Linked DNA regions of Mus musculus: region 2 is linked to region 1. A link is a contact called in public Hi-C data. All regions are on one chromosome and are shown on one strand. Each heading gives the region's core, a stretch centred on a gene start, on an enhancer-like site or on the middle of the called end of the contact. The rest is flanking DNA. Distances are from core to core; before and after follow the strand shown.

What was found. Hi-C and Micro-C count contacts between places; a contact is called where the count stands out from the background.
Region 2: a contact with region 1 is called in a Hi-C map of cortical neurons, with 4 times the contacts expected there. The contact joins two enhancer-like sites. A contact is called at or near these places in 1 of 39 promoter capture datasets (embryonic stem cells), 2 of 15 datasets of contacts at CTCF or cohesin (pro-B cells and stem cell-derived epiblast-like cells), 92 of 484 Hi-C or Micro-C datasets (the AML12 cell line, the AtT-20 cell line, the Ba/F3 cell line and 46 more) and 2 of 115 datasets of contacts at active chromatin or transcription factors (astrocytes and stem cell-derived neural progenitor cells).

What each region holds. Positions count from the first base shown.
Region 1 is chr1:83,075,377-83,078,128 of GRCm38.p6, reverse strand. No RefSeq gene overlaps it. Among named protein-coding and RNA genes, the nearest start is that of Krtap28-13, 16 kb to the right of the region's middle. Within about 2 kb of position 1,333, at least 12 of the 459 cell types and tissues checked have an H3K27ac peak or open chromatin away from gene starts, as enhancers often do. A contact at or near this core is called in cortical neurons, where this site is marked.
Region 2 is chr1:83,715,819-83,718,570 of GRCm38.p6, reverse strand. No RefSeq gene overlaps it. Among named protein-coding and RNA genes, the nearest start is that of Sphkap, 310 kb to the right of the region's middle. Within about 2 kb of position 1,315, at least 3 of the 459 cell types and tissues checked have an H3K27ac peak or open chromatin away from gene starts, as enhancers often do. A contact at or near this core is called in cortical neurons, where this site is marked.

The sequences.
Region 1 (2,752 bases), core at 84-2,583:
AGCTGGTACATATTTTGTTGTATCTGTGCAAATAGACTAAAGCAAGTAGTGTTCCAGAGTGACACTATTCTGCTGTGTATGCTTCTGGGCTCTTTTTTTGAGAGCCTGGTGTCAGAGAGATTATCCCGAGATGAGACTATATATTTCAGTCATCCAAAGATGTAGAACTTGCAAGCATGTCCAAGCTTTTGGCATTGCCATTAACAAAGTTTACCCTTAAAGAAATACACAAACTAGTCACAAAAAAAAAAAATTACAAAAAAATCCCCAAAAGACAAAAAACAAATCTCATAATGTTTTAAATACATGTATGATTTTGGTATTAGATCACATTCATAGGTATCCTTGGCCAACCACAGGTTGCACATGTCAGGAGGTTTGTGCCTGACCAGATTCCTGCTTCTGATCCTTGCTTTGGGACCCTGGCTTCAGAGCTGGCCATCTGCAGCAGCCTGGGAAGGCAGGACCGATGTCTAAAGGTCCCAGAGCATCGCTCAGCTTCCGGGTCTCTTGTCACATCTCCCTATTGTTAACTATGAAGGACTAAGCAGCAACCTTTCAAAATGCCAAGGGCATGTAAGGAAACAAGAAACTGAAGATATCTCACACCATCCCTCCCCGTTTCTTCTTCATTGGGTCTGAAAGTGCTTACAGAGTTCCTCCTCTCTATCTAAAGAAAAGAAAAATAGCATCATGTAGCAGGGAGAGCAGTGGAAGCGGAGGGAAATACTGGTATTTCTTGACAGAGAGGAATAACACTTCACCACAAGCCAGACAGTCTGTGTTTTGTTCCACTTGCTCTTCTTGCTTTTGCAAAATATTTCAAAAGCACCCAAGCCACCCCCAGTTTCATCACACGCTGTCATGTTTCGAATCCAGTGGAGAAACTGATTCAAGGAGCCCTGTAAAACCACAACACTTACTTCAAGGAAACGTGAGGTCAAACTGCTTTGCCCACACAGTCTGGCTCCGTATCACATTTCATAAATAGTCTTAGTGCCTAGAAAGAAAGCGCACTATCAGTCTTTAGAGAATACCAATTTCTTAAGGTTTTAGCCATCTCAGCTGGGCTCTGTTGTTTTTCCAACTAAAGCTGGTGTGATGTTGAAAGTGCTATTTTTTTTTAATCAGCCATTGTTTGTGCTCCAAAGCAAAAGAAATGTACTAGAAGATATGCAAGCTTTTGTTGCTAGGGTTTGTAATAGGCAATTTTATCTGTCTAGAAGTCTTTCTTATATATACTTTTTTTTTAAGTTATGGGACACTAGGAATCTATGTTTGATAGTCATTTGGTACTACCGACTAGCCGACACTGGTTGACTATCCCCCAAAGGTCACGGTGAGATGTAAGGATGTGTACAGATGCAGAGGTTTCCCAGGCTGGGCTAACGGCTGTGTCTTGCAGAATGAGGGGTCTCCAAACCTGTTGTAGGTCACTCCCCACCACCTGCTTCCCCAGTGAATAGCGTGCCCCTATGTCCATTTTCCTGGCACCCACCAGGGAAATTATGTAAAATTCAAATTTCTCTACATGATCAAATGTCTTCATTGATTTCCCATGATCTCAGCATACAGTACCTACCAGCCCCTACGAGGTCGCCCACGCGGCCCATTACCTCAGCTCTACATGTGGCTCAAAAACTGTAATCTTTGTGCCTTCGCACAAGCTGCTCCCTCTGCTCATCTTCCAAAACAATCACCTTAATTTCTATTCCAATTCAGCCTCTTCCAGAGAGCCACTGACTGTCTATTCACTGTGATGTCTCCTCCCTTACTGTACTTACCACTTCTAACCATTAGGTGGCAGCACGGGGCTGCTTTTCAGTGCTCTATTCAAAAGGGCACTGCAAACAACTAGTTAAATGAGCCCCTCATTAACTTCCCTCTTGCCTCTGTGTGCCTTGTTTTCCTTCTCTGTAAAGTATAGATAACAAAATCTGTTCCACGAGATTTGTGTGTGGATTATTTGAGGCAATATAAACGAGCTCCGAAATCGCCACAATGAAAGCTCAGTTTGAGGGACGTGTTGTTATTTAAGTCTGTGTTTAATGTCAGCCTCCTCTAGCCGACTGTGATTAACCTTTCATGTTTAAATATGAATAGCAGAAAATCCATTGCACTTCACGGGAGTCTCTTAGTACCATCCCTACGGCTGCATATTTATTAGAATCTCTGAGCAGTTTCCTAGCTATTTGTAAAACTCCCTTTGTCAACTCTGTTTAAAGCCTGTGTCTTCTTATTTCTCTTCCTCGGGTTAAGGTCTCAGCTCAGGGATGACACCTCACCCTGCTTCAAAGCCCTGTTGACCTTCGGTTAAAGAGTGAATGAACACTCTTGTCTACTTTACCAAAGTTCCTGACGGTCATGGGGGTCATAATTTTGGGACATCCTCACTGTGAATCCTGCCCAAATTCGCACCCTCTGTGCCTTCTCTCACTGTGGTGGCGCTTAGATGTGGCTTCTGGCTAGAAGGCGCCTCTCTCTTTCTCTGATAGGCAAAGCCCTACCTTCTCTTCAGCGTTCATGTCCTGAATGACACTTGACTATTTCCCTCTCCCTCCTAAGTCCCCCAACACCCTCCAACCACCTCTTCTCCCTTTGTTCATCACACCTTGTATAGGACACGTTAGTAGAATTTATTGTACAATGTATGGCAATACTTAACAACAATGAATTTTATTCTTGGCAAAATAAGTCATGTGCTGTCTCATAGTTGTTGGCGCTGACATCTGACTTTATGAAAGGAATTTCA
Region 2 (2,752 bases), core at 66-2,565, 640 kb before region 1:
TGGTGAATCTGTGATTGCTGATGGAAAGTTGACCAAGAATTTGGGAAACTCTACATAGGCTAATAGTGGGAAAAAATTCTTTGTCAGAACAAATATGATAAGAGCAATATGGCAAAGCAAATCTGGATAAATTACAGGTAGCCCAGGTGTGGTTCCACTGAATATACTAACATAGACTTAGGTTGTGACACTTGCCCACCCAACACAATCACCTAACAATGTATATTGTAGAAGGTACCCATCCTTAAGTTTTGCATGGCTAGTTAAGGAAATGGTGTAAGTCAGTAATAGATGCCTTAAAGAAAATGGGCAAGTTTCAAAAAAGTACCCAAGTATCGAAACTGAGCAAAGGAAATATACATAATCCAAATAAAATGAACAGCAATTATAGAAACTTAGATATAAACATCCAAGAAAAATATCATAGTTGAGGTTCCAATTCCTTTGCCTGTGGATTCTACCAAACATTCAGAAACCAGTGTTTGTACATGTCAGGCCAATTCAAAGCACTCGAAAGAAACATTTATATTCACTCAAAGAGCAGTATGTTTCATGAGCAGGGACTCCAAACTCTTAGCACATTCTAGAAAACCAAGCCAGCAACATATGTACAGAATTATGAACTACATTCATTTACAAGGACATGTTAAGCCTGAAAGATAACTTCTTTTTTCAAAGGATTGAGGATAATATGTCACTGATCTTAAACCTTGAAGGCATTTTCCTGCAGACCAGAGGCCCTGATGAGTATCTCATTGTTTGCTGCTTCACAGTAGTTGATTTGATTCTCTTTCAAACAAGATCATGAGGGAGTCTACCAGTCCATGTATTGTGGATTAAAGCACTAAAACTTTGGTTTAATCTCTCCTAGGACAAGCAGCAAGGGAAAACTTTTCAGAACTGCTGACTCTTGACATTTGACCCTGGAACCATTGAGTTAGCACCTACATTTTAAAAAAGAATCTTAATTCTGGCACACACATTAAAATCTGAGGAGTATTGGCATTTTATAGTTATATGTTTCTTGAAAAGGGCTGCAGAATGTTAGTACTCCTACCAAGCCCTGTACAATTCTTTCCTCTCAGACAAGAAACAAAAATTGCATTCTGAATTTTGTTTTGTTTAAAAAATATATATACAACAGATCCTGTTTGACATTCTTGGTTCAGGTTTAAACCTGTTTTTGAAGTGAAGAAGTTGAAGTTTTGGACTGTTGGTATCATTGGAGCCCTTATTTGGGAACTGTTTGGAGGCCAGGAGAGTCATATAGTGCAAATGTTGGGAGACTGTTTATCTGCTCATTTCTGCCATTGGCTTCTGAACATATTCTCACTGATCCTCCAGATGGCGCTAGGACCATATAGTTTCTAAAGGCATCTGCAGTCATAGGAAATTTTGACTTTCTCTCTCTCTCTCTCTCTCTCTCTCTCTCTCTCTCTCTCTCTCTCTCTCTCTCTCTCTCTCCCCTTCTCCTCTCCCCCCTCTCCCTCCTGTCCCTCCTCCTCCTCCTCCTCCTCCTCCTTCTTCTTCTACTTCTTCTATGTAGTACTTTAATTTCATGAGGCAATAATCAGAAATGCACATATAACACATTTCCCCCTGTCTCAGCTACCTCTTCTGTATTTTACATGAAAAAGTGTGGAATATATTTAATGTTCATTTTTATGAAAAGCTTGGTTGTTATTCATAATAGTTCAGTTTTTATTTATTTTTTATTTCTTGAGACAGCGTGTCCAGCTCAGGTTGGCCTTGAACCTAACCCTAACCCAGTCCTAACCCTACCTAACTCTACGTAGCTGAAGGTGAGCTTGAATTTCTTATCCTCTTGACACTATCTCCCCAGTACTGAGGTTACATGGTGAGCACCACCACACCATCTTTATGCAGTGATGGGATCAAACCATGCATGGGCTTCATATATGGTAGCCAAACAATCTACCAACTAAGCTATATCCCCAGCTACATTCCAGTCTTCAAAACACTTATACGAGATTCTAAAGCATTCTACATTCCTCATTGTATGTCAACTTTCAAATGTAAGTTCCCAGGATATGCTATCCAATATCAAACATGGTAGCCAAATAATCATCACAGACTTAGCATATACTATTAGTGGTAAACCAGCATGACCTACAGCAGAGATTTGGGGAGGAGTGATTTTAGTCTTAACTGTGTTCCTAATTGGGGTATATGTTCTATTGTTTATCTTCACATTTATAATTTAATTACAACATTTGTTTCTTCCCTTTCCTCCTCCAAAGCCTCCCATCTATGTCCCTCACCCCAAACAGGCATTCTTAAACTTTACCAACTTACATTCCTTTGTCATGACCAATACTCCTGGACATTCGAAGTATGGTTGATATTGCAAGCCCCTTGAGATGAGAGTGTGCAAGACCCACCCCTGAGTACCTCCAACCAGGAGACTCCATGTATAAGACATTCTAAAGGCTTCAGAGGCCAGGTCCCCTCCCTCCAGAGACAGGCAGCCAAGCTCCACCCTCCAGAGTAAAAAGTCCAAGCTCAGAGCTTGAAATCCCAATAATCTTCACTTCCAAGAAACCCTATATAAATCCTGTCTTCTGTTCTCACCCAAGCAGAGGCAGTCACCCTTCTGAGTTTTCCCCCTTCCATCAAGTCTCATGTGTGAGGTTGCTTGTACAGTACGACTCTGGTATTTCCTGGCTCCCAATCGACTACCAGGATATCTTTGCCTTCAGAACTGTACCACCTGCATTGGGAAAACCTCCTT